Linked DNA regions of Mus musculus: region 2 is linked to region 1. Evidence: chromatin contacts called from public promoter capture Hi-C data. All regions are on one chromosome and are shown on one strand. Each heading gives the region's core, a stretch centred on a gene start, on an enhancer-like site or on the middle of the called end of the contact. The rest is flanking DNA. Distances are from core to core; before and after follow the strand shown. Region 1 overlaps Psmd12 (proteasome (prosome, macropain) 26S subunit, non-ATPase, 12). Region 2 overlaps Helz (helicase with zinc finger domain).

Region 1 (5,287 bases), core at 2,587-5,086:
GGTCAGTAGGACCATGAAAGTGATAATACTCACGCAATGAACGCGGGACCCTCTGCATCTTGGTGAGCTATCCAAGTGAAAGTGTTACTGGAACACGGAAGGAAGCTGATTGTTCTTATGGGAGAGAAGCTGACATTAGTAGCTTAGATTTGAGTAGGCTGAAGTAAAGTTGAGATGGTTACTTCTAGAGAGGACAATATAGGCAAGACAAACGGGATTTAAAAGTGCCAAGCCTGAGATGGCAGATATATGAACAATGGTGGTTTGTGGTGCTAGGGATCAAACTCAGGGTCACGCACACTCTAAGCAAATGCTCTACCATTGAACTAAAGAACACCATCCATCAAACCTTTATTATGGAATTAAGAGCATACATACCTTGACCCAAACATTTCCACACTCTATGCTATGTGTCTGGCAACTTTCTATATCAGTTTATACTTAAAGAAGCCAAGGCTGAAAGCATTTTGCCCGAGGTTGTAGTTAGTAATAGCCAAGGATTCAAAACTAGGTTTGCTCATTGCCTAGCCAATGTTGTTGGTTATTGATAATGATTGCACTCAGACCTCCTTAAACTCCTACAGTTCAGTGTCACCTAGGATACACTCACTAAGGATTGATTGTTTGGTTTTAAGAGAACTAAGTACAGAGTGTAGAATACTCACAAATATCAGCTGAGTGACCCTGCTGATTTGAATGTGAAACCAGGAGTGTAAAAATTTTAAAATTATTTTATGTATGGGTGTTTTGCCTGCATGTATGTTTGTACACTGGTTGTAAGTTTATATGTTCTGGGAATTGAAGCCAGTCTTCTGGAAGAGAAGCCAGTGCTCTTAACTACCTACCAAACCATCTTTCTACCACCTCCCACCCCCCCCAGGAATATGGATTTTTGTGTGAAATATTTTAATGCTTAAAACCCGGATGTTAATCTGTCTTAAAATGCTGGTTAAACCGATGAGCCAAAGAATTAAAAGACACCTTTAGGTAATGCCATCTCCTAACCATCCCCTTTGAAATGAATACAACTGTGGTATTCACAGCAGGTAAAAACATCATTTGCCTTAGAAAGTACAACTACACCAGCAGAGGTAGCTGGTACTTGTAATCTCAGCACTTGGGAGGTTCAGGCAGGAAGAGGATTGTAGACAAAGTGTTGTCCAAGAAAAGGCCAGTCCTGTTCTGTATGCCACAGTTCAGTTCCACTCAAGGGCCAGATGCTTTCCTGGGCGGATGATGGGAAATGGATGTCTCCAAACAAAGACTGGGCCTTTAAACTGGTTAAAAATGGAGACGTTTCAATTGTGGGGGCTTCTGTGTGTGTTGCTTTTGAAGACTGTGTGCTTGTGAAGCTAAGCAAGGGATATGTATGTGTGAGTTTATTACACTTGTTTAAGGGTCAGAAAAGAAGACTGGGAAGCAGGTGGACTCTTCCCCCTGAAACACAGGACAATAGTTTCTGTTTGTTTGGTTGGTTTTGGTTTTTGTGCTGGGATTAAAGGCGTGTGCCACCACCGTCTGGCTAGGACAATAGTTTTAATTTTCAGATTTTCTCATAATCCTGGTTAATTTTTTAGATTTCTTTAATTTTGCTTTATTTTTTTAAAACACCTGGGCTAACTCTGGGGGAGGATGAGAGGTGCTAGAAATTGAACCCAGGATATGATGGGCCAGCACTCTACTGAGCTGTAACCTCCAGCGCTTTTAATGTTTCTAGCATGGCTTTCCCTCCCCAGCCCTTTCCAGACTGGAGATTAGGCCAGTGCTCTTGCTCTTGCTGCTGAGTCCTTAACACTACAGTTCTACTTTAGAGAATTGTATGAACATTTTAGTGTACATTGCTTTATTTTTATCTTGAGCTCATTAGTTACGATGAAGAAAGTTTTGTTCTTTTCATTTGTGAGCAGACTTAAAGTTCAATGGTTTATCCTTGGGTAATCATGCTCAGGTTCCTAGCAACAAGAAGTCAATTTTTGCTATATCTCATTTCCTGTTTAAAGGGTCATCTGCACTTAATTTCCCTTCAGACATTGTTTGTTTCAAATGTGAAAGAAAATTTGAAGGTGAAATTGTCAGTGCAGACACTTGATACGCATGCGTCAGGTGTAGGGCTCAGCAGTTAGGAGCGTTTGCTGCTCTTCAGAATTCCTGAAATCAGTTTCCAGTACCCTGGTCAGTGGCTCATTCTGGGCTTCAGAACATTTATGGTAACTTTGTATTAGTTCCTCCTTGGGGTTGTTTGTTGACAGATTAACAGATTGCATCTCTTAGTGGTTAATAGAGGCAGACTTAGAGATCCTGAAGATGCCTGGCACTTATGGACATTGAACAGATTCTGTAGACATTACCTCATCTGCAGAGATTTTTCCAAGTGAGAAAAATGAGTCAAATAAGTTACATTTTCTGGCACTCTGGTTTTGGATGGCTGTTACCATCTTACTCCCTTTGAGTTGAAAGGCTGCCTGGAGGAGGTGGCATTTTGGGAGCTGTGAAGAGACAGGAAGGAAGATGATGCATAGTCATTGGGTTAAACGTAGAAAAGTGGGAAGGAGAAGTGAGATGGTTTGAGAACTACTTGTATTTAATGAAGATGATGATGGTAGTGTCCCTCAGACAGGGCTAACATAATAACTTGACAGCCATAACAACTTGTCACATCCTCTTTATTGTGACGCCAAGACTAGTAAGCCAGTTAAGATCATCTGAATAGTTTAACATATGTTGTGTTCAAGTTGGTATGAGGGAAGCTATAAGTAAACAAGGGTCCAGGCCTAAGGAACTCACAGACCACTTGGTAGACCACTCTCTATATTCACCACTATTACATAAGGTATGAAAATTTACCTTCAAGCTAGATGTGGTGGTTTGAATAAGAATGGCCCCCATTGCTGGGCAGTGGTGGCTCATGCCTTTAATCCCAGCACTTGGGAGGCAGAGGCAGGGGGATTTCTGAGTTCAAGGCCAGCTTGGTCTATAGCTTTGGTCTCAAACCAAAAGAAAAGAAAAGAAAAGAAAAGAAAAGAAAAAGAAAAAGAATGGCCTACATAGACGCCTATATTTGAATGCTTAGTTACCAGAGGTTTGAGGGGTTTTTTTTCCCCCCTTTGGTTTTTGGAGACAGGGTTTCTCTGTATAGCCCTGGCTGTCCTGAAATTCACTCTGTAGACCAGGCTAGCCTCGAACTCAGAAATCTGCCTGCCTCTGCCTCCCAAGTGCTGGGACTAAAGGCGTGTGCCACCACAGCCGTCGAGGTTTGAGGTTTTAAAAAGCCCACTCCAAACCCAGAGTGTCAGTGTCTGTCTGACTGTGTGTCTGTCTGTCTCTGCCTCACCCCCACCTGTGGATCAGGATATAGCTCTCACTACTGCTCCAGCACCTGCCTGTGCACTGCCTGCTCCCCACCATTATGATAATGTACCAAACCTCTGAAGCTGTAAGCAAGTCCCTAGTTAAATGCTTTCTCTTAGGAGAGTTGCCTTGGTCATGGTGTCTTTTCATAGCAGTAGAACATGGATTAAGACATAAAGCATGAGACATCTCTCACCTGTGAGCTTGGCATACAGTAAGCCAGGCCAGGATGGCCATTGTAGGTCTGAGGACAGCCTGGGTGTCCGAGTGAGACCCTGTCTCAAAAAGAGCAAAGGTGTCTGTAGAAGCAATAGTATGTGTTTGGCTAATGAAGCTTCACATTGAGCTATCAAGATAAACAGCAATTTCAGAGTGTAAATTTTACTGAGTTACAAAGTAAATATTAGAATATAGTTCAGGGTCATGGCAAAGTAGAGCCTGTATTAAATGAGTCAGTATTAAATGAGGTGCAAAGTGACAGTTTCAGTTCAGAGAGCACTAGCCAAGAGTTCCTTTCTAAGAAGATGGCCTTGGATGTGGTGCTGATCCTGCAGTACATGGACTTGAGCACTACTTCCATGTAGGGTGCAGTTCCTCAGTGTCCACTTCTGAGTTAGTGTGCCGTGATGCCTCTACACTCCACCTGACCACAGAGACAGCACCCAAGGCAGCTGCTAGCTTAGTGAGTAAAGGGTGGTTAACATCCATCCATCTATCTATCTTTCTTTTCTCTCTCTCTCTCTCTCTCTCTCCTTCCTTCCTTCCTTCCTTCTTTCCTATTATTTTCATATGCTATTTTCTATAGAGATTACTTGGACCAGAGCTCAGCCATTTTCAGTTAGGGAGCGACCATGCTGCACTGGTGGGGTTGGAGGGCTGGGATGGAAGGAGCCTGGACTCTGGTTCTGCTGGTGCTTCTGTGGCTGATCAAGTCCCTTAAGCTGTCAGCTGGAGTCTGTAGAATGGGGTGACAGTCAAATTTGCAGCAGACTTCCTAACACTGTTTTTTTTTTTTTTTGTCTTTTGTGATTTACTAGCCTTCTAGATTTGTCCATTGTTCTCCTGGAGGTGAGCATTCAGCTAATGCTATGCATGGATCTACAGGGCTAGCCTCAGACTTGCAGACCTCTCTACGATGTGCCCTTCTCTGCTCTCACCTCTCCTACTCACTTGCTCTCATCGCCCAGCAGGGTGTATTTAGTTTGCATCAGCCGCTCCTTAAAAACATGATTTTCTGGCTAGCTTGTGGGTGTTTTCTTAAAATCATTTCTTCTTTTATTTGTACTTTTCAGAGTCCTACCAGTTAGGAGTTCTGGATAGAACAAGATAAACAGGTATCGCCACTCTGAGTTGATAAATTAGAATCTAAAACAAAGACTCAGTGTTTTCTCAGAGGAAACCTCATTGTAGTTACAGGTTCAGTTTTTCTGAGGTTGTTGGGGCAGGCTGTGGTGGCACACACGGTTAATCCCAGCATTTAGGAGGAGGAGGCAGTTGGATCTTTAAGTTGGAGACCAGTCTGGTCTTCTAGGACAGCCATGGCTACACTGAGAAACCCTATCTCAAAACAAACAAACAAAAAATTTGTAGATCTGGGGGTGTAGCTCAGTTGGTAGAGTGCACGACTCCCATGCAGAGGCTCTTGCTTCTACCCCTAGTACCGTACAGCCAGATGTGGTCATAGACACCCGTGACTATGGAAGCAAGCAAGTAGAAATTCCGAGTCATACTTGGCTACAGCCTGGACTCCATGAGACCTGCCTGTGAATGAGTGAGTGAGTGAGTGAATGAGTGAGTGAGTGTGTAAATGAACAAATGAATAAAAAAGAAGTGTGGGGAGGGGACAAAAAAGAAAAACTTGTAGACTGCTGGAAATGAGGCACAGTGGTAGAGCACTCACACACAGGAGAAAAGAAGCGCAGCGTGTGGGTCCTTGGGA
Region 2 (4,887 bases), core at 1,140-3,639, 190 kb after region 1:
AGGGATGGTAGGTAATTGTTTAGAGGTGTTTTATTAAAACAAGGTAAAGTTACACTTTTATTTGGGCTCAGTATGTGGCCTAAACTGGTCTTGTATTCAAGTCCTCTGATCTTGGCCTCTCACCCTTGGATTGCAGGCATACACCCCCAAACCAGGCAATGGTGAAATGTGAATTAAACATCTTTCTTTGAGACAGGATCTCAGTGTGAGTTTGAGATGGCCTTGAAGCAGAAATTGTCCTTCTGAGCTCCGGGATTACAGGCTTGAGCCACCACAGCTGGCTGACATGTTCTGATGTAATCTTCCAGGGAGTCAAAGCAAACCCTAGTTCTGTGAGGACGAGGCCTCCTCTGCCCCCCGCAGACAGGGCTTACTTTCAAGGCTGCCACAGGGCTGAAGAACAGAGAGTACGACCTTTACCACAGAACGTGTTGTTTTTATGAAATAAATTCTCTGGTTTTTCTTGACTAAATATTCTCATTGAAGCTGCAAGCTTTTAGTTTCTTAGCTCAAAGAGTTGTTTGATGCATTTGAGTGTTGTTTGTTTTTTTAAAGATTTATTTATTTACGATATGTAAGTACACTGTAGTTGTCTTCAGACACACCAGAAGAGGGCATCAGATCTTGTTATGGATGGTTGTAAGCCACCATGTGGTTGCTGGGATTTGAACTCAGGACCTTTGGAAGAGCAGTCAGTGTTCTTAACCGCTGAGCCATCTCTCCAGCCCCCGTGTTTGTTGTTTTTAAGGAGAAGGACTGAGCTGCTTTCCCAGTCCCAAGTGTGGCCACACCTCTCTTGCTGGGTGCATACCTAACACCGGTGTGAGGACCATGTCCCAGTTCTCATGGGCGTCACAGTGTATATTTTGCAAGTAACTCTTCATACTGAGTAAATCTGCTTGAATCACTGATCTTCTTAAGTTGTCCATGGTTTTGGAGTTTAAGTTCTTTATTCTCTGATGTTTTCAGCGATGGTCTCTTTGTGTCACTGTGAGTATATAAATAGGTGTCTTCATTTGTCACTGACTTCGTTCACTTTGCAAAAACACTTGGTCATCTTGCTTCTTACACTGGGTTCGTGAGCGATGACTAAGTTGCAGCAATTGAAGAAATTCTTTGACAGGCCAAACATTATTTTTACCACATTGTGGATTTTTGACATTTTCAATGTATTAGGGTAATTTCTGTGTGTTCAAAGTGATTTTGCATGAATCATCTCCCACAGTGAATGGCATATGCTCTCACTGTTTATTTCCAACCATTTAAAGCAATTTCTTTAACTTTAACAATTCAAAGAAAGTTGTTTTTTTTTCCCCTACTGTGGATTCTTTTGTTGCCAGAAACCTTGGCAGATTAATCTCAGGGGATGAAAGTGCTCACCCTAACCGCTTACCTTGAGTGCAGATTTGTCCTTGTCCCTGCACTAGTTGGAGCCCCACCGCTAACTAGACCTAGCGTTCTTGTCAAACAACAGAGTCTTCACCTAGCGTTGCGTTGTGCTCCTGTTTCAGTGAAGAGCAAATGCAGTCCGCAGAGCTCTGGTCTTAGCTGGCTGCCTCCCAGGGCTCGGGATGTGGTGACTTTTGGGTGCCGTTGAAAGTTTTCCCAGGCTGGAGACATGGCTAGTGTTAAGGGCACTTACTGCTCTTACAGAGGACCAGGGTCCCAGCACCCACTGTGGCTCACAACTGCCTACAACTCCAGCCCCAGAGGACCAGACGCCCTCCCGGCCTCTGCAGGCTCCTGCATGCACATAGAGCACATGTGTTCATGCAGGCTTACACATACATGTACACAGAACGATTGCTCTTGAAGGCTGATTTTGATATGTGTGAAAATGTTCATTTTGCATGATGACTGATAGTCTCACCTCTGAGGAAGCCACTCTCCAGGGTATCCTGTAGTGAAGTCACTTTCCGGACTTGGTGCTTGTTTTCCTCCTGCAGTCTCTGTTCTGTACCCGAGTGACACTCTCAATTCAGACGAGGCTTAATGCTGTGACTGTGAACCTGGAGGTAGTGTGACGTCCCTCTTCCTCTTCCTGTTTCTATATTGTGTGGAAGAGGAGGCGAGACTGTTTTAAGACTTTCCTACTAGAAGTTTAGAATATCATTGTCAATTCTTTCTCTTCCTTATATACCTCTAAAACCTCCTTTAGATTTCTATTTGAAGTATATTAAACGTATAGCTTAAATTGGAAGGACTTTTTCCCTGAAGTGCTTTGGGTTGCTCCTTTAGGGAACAGTGTGCTCTCCCATGTGTTGGTTGTTCTCCCTCTCTCCGCTCTCGACCGTTCGTTTTGTGTGTTTCTCTTTAAAATCTTCCGTGTTGTCAGTTCTGGTTCCTTGGGATGCTGTTTTGTCTCATGCTCTGCTCATTGTTGTAGTGCAAGCTTCTCCCATTATACCTCCCAGGCGTTTCATTGTGAAAACAAATCCTCATTCTCCTTAAGTGGCCGTAGATTTGTCAAGTTAAGAACTTCCGTTTCCCGCAGCCTGGCAGTGCTGACACTGGCACAAAGCGCGCTTCTCCGTCTCAGATGCGCTTCACTCTGAAATAGTCTGATTAAAGAAATAAATGGAGAAAATGAAAAATCCTCTTCAGATTGTCACTGTACCAATAAGAACTGGTTTCTGAAATTGCACATTTTTGTTTGCAGTGATGATATTATCATAGCAGCCTCCTTAGAGAATTGGCTCCCTCCCGGCTAGGGGTGTGGCTGGTAGTGGAGAGACTGCTCACTCAGTCTTCTGGTCCCGGGGAGGGGCGGGGGGTGGGGGGTGGGGAGGTGGGGGGGTGGCACAGCGGTGCTCCCGGCTGCTCATTCTGGTTGGTGGTCAGTCAGTCAGCGTTAAAGAGGACTGTGCCTCTGTTGTGGCCCTGCCTTGGAATACTTCCTGTTTTAGGTCCCGGCTGTTGAACAGTTTGCTTATTTTCATGTTTCTCTCTAGCACCTGTGGTTTCGGCATTAGTTAGTTTGGATTTCACTGTGTTCTCCAGCCATGCTTGCTCCTGAGTTCCCCTTCAGAGCCAAGTGTTATGCTGGAGGGCTGTCATCCTGACCAAGGGCTGGGAGATTTCACCTCTCCTCCCTGTAGATGTACATATTGATGGCTTGTGATTTGTGTTGTGTAACCAGCTGGAGATAATTGTCTTCTTACCTCAGTAAAAGGTGGTGCCTGAAAAACCTCCTAGAACAAGACATAGTCATCAACAGATCAGTAAGCTAGAGCGCTCTTCGTGCCTAATTGTCAAAGCTAATCACTGAGATGAGCCATTGGGCCTTAATTAAAGCCCCTGGCACCATAATGTGAGCTGGGATCCCACTAGAGCACTCAGTCTTACCTTGGTGATTGGCCTTGGGGCATAATTATAAATATAGAAGTTTTTATTACTATGCTAACCTTTCCTCCAGTCATTTATTTATATGCATTCATATGAAAGAATTTGCTGACCTTAACATTACAGATAGGTCTTAGACTAGTAAGCAAGCTGGGAATTTTACTTAAATTGCCAACTATATTAATATAAATTTGTACACAAATTTAGTAACTTTCTTACGTATAGTTCATATTAACTATAGTTCACACATTCATGTTTTTGAAATATTAGTATTACAGCTTAGTATTTATAAAGAAGTACTAGCCCTAAAATTTTAAAGTAACAATCACGTTTGGTGACATAATGATGTCATAGTTCAACAGGGAGAATTTTTTAAAAAGTGTTTTTATTTTGTGTTTGTGAATGGTTGCCTGTGGGTGTGTGTATGTGTACCATGTGTGTGCCTAGTGCCTAAGGAAGCCACAAGAGGGTGTTGGTTCCCTGGAACTGAGCTGTGAATAGTTGTGAGCTGCAGTGTGGATGCTAGGAACTGAACCCTGTTCTGCAACAGGGTTCCCTGAGAGCACTTATTTTAACCCCTTGTTTACCACTTATTTTAACCCCTTGTTTACCGTCATCATTATTGAGTAGTAGGGATTAAAGCTAGACCCTCATGCATACTAGACCAAGCGCTGCTTCCTGAGCTATAGCTCAGCTGTGTTTTCACTTTAAAATAGAGTCTTACCAAGTCATGCAGGCCAGCCATGGGCTTGGTGTCCATAGCCAAGTTGGACTTGAACTTTCCATCCTCCTGCCTCAGCCTCATGAATAACTGGGGTAACAGACTTGTACCGACAGACCTGGCAATTCATTCTTTTCCTTTTTTTTTTTTTTTATTGCATGTATTTTATTTGTGTGTGTTTGTGTGGGGGTATGGGGGTGAAAGAGAGATTTTAGGTCAGAGGAGAGCCCGCTGGAGTCATCCTCTGTGTTGTCAGGCTGGCCAGCAAGCTTTACACTGAGCCATCTCAGCAGCTCCTGGGAACTTAGTTTTAAAGGAGACTGAGGCACAAAGATGTTGATCTTATCTGGGGTCGTCATTAATGAAGTGGAGGCTCGTGCTTGGCAGGAAAGTGTAGGGGACAAGGAGTAACTACAGCTCTCATGATGCTGGGGCAAAGCACATGTTCCTGGGACAAAGAGTTACATTTTTAGCCATCTAAAATTTCCCCTTGTTGTGGGAGTGGAAGGAGCAATTCTTCCATTCTGGAAATCTATCTCATTCTAACTGCTGAATGTTCGGATTTTCAGATGACGAACTCTGAGCCCTCAAATCTCCGAAATTAACAATAAGCAATTCATTTTCCAGTACTAAGAGCTGAGCGAAAGTTCTCGGATGCTCTTCTTTTGAAAAGCTGAAAATCTTAATTGTGGTCATTTTGATCCTTCAGAGAGAAAGCTCATTGCTCCAAGTTGAAGGTTCTTCTGAATTGTTTCATATCCTGCTCAAACTGGCTCTGTCTTCTTGTAAGAGGTGGCTGGATGGTCCAACTGTCCACACTAAGG

The links. Capture Hi-C pulls out chosen DNA fragments and counts their contacts.
Region 2: a contact with region 1 is called in a promoter capture Hi-C map of pancreatic islet. The contact joins two enhancer-like sites. A contact is called at or near these places in 1 of 39 promoter capture datasets (the C10 cell line), 2 of 484 Hi-C or Micro-C datasets (LSK cells and common lymphoid progenitors), 2 of 115 datasets of contacts at active chromatin or transcription factors (embryonic stem cells and extraembryonic endoderm stem cells) and 3 of 9 other capture datasets (adipose tissue, embryonic stem cells and pancreatic islet).

Annotation. Positions count from the first base shown.
Region 1 is chr11:107,480,080-107,485,366 of GRCm38.p6, forward strand. The region is part of intron 1 of Psmd12 (proteasome (prosome, macropain) 26S subunit, non-ATPase, 12); the gene reads left to right. Among named protein-coding and RNA genes, the nearest start is that of Psmd12, 3.2 kb to the left of the region's middle. Within about 2 kb of position 3,837, at least 12 of the 459 cell types and tissues checked have an H3K27ac peak or open chromatin away from gene starts, as enhancers often do. A contact at or near this core is called in pancreatic islet, where this site is marked.
Region 2 is chr11:107,673,907-107,678,793 of GRCm38.p6, forward strand. The region is part of intron 31 of Helz (helicase with zinc finger domain); the gene reads left to right. Among named protein-coding and RNA genes, the nearest start is that of Mir6932, 39 kb to the left of the region's middle. Within about 2 kb of position 2,390, at least 28 of the 459 cell types and tissues checked have an H3K27ac peak or open chromatin away from gene starts, as enhancers often do. A contact at or near this core is called in pancreatic islet, where this site is marked.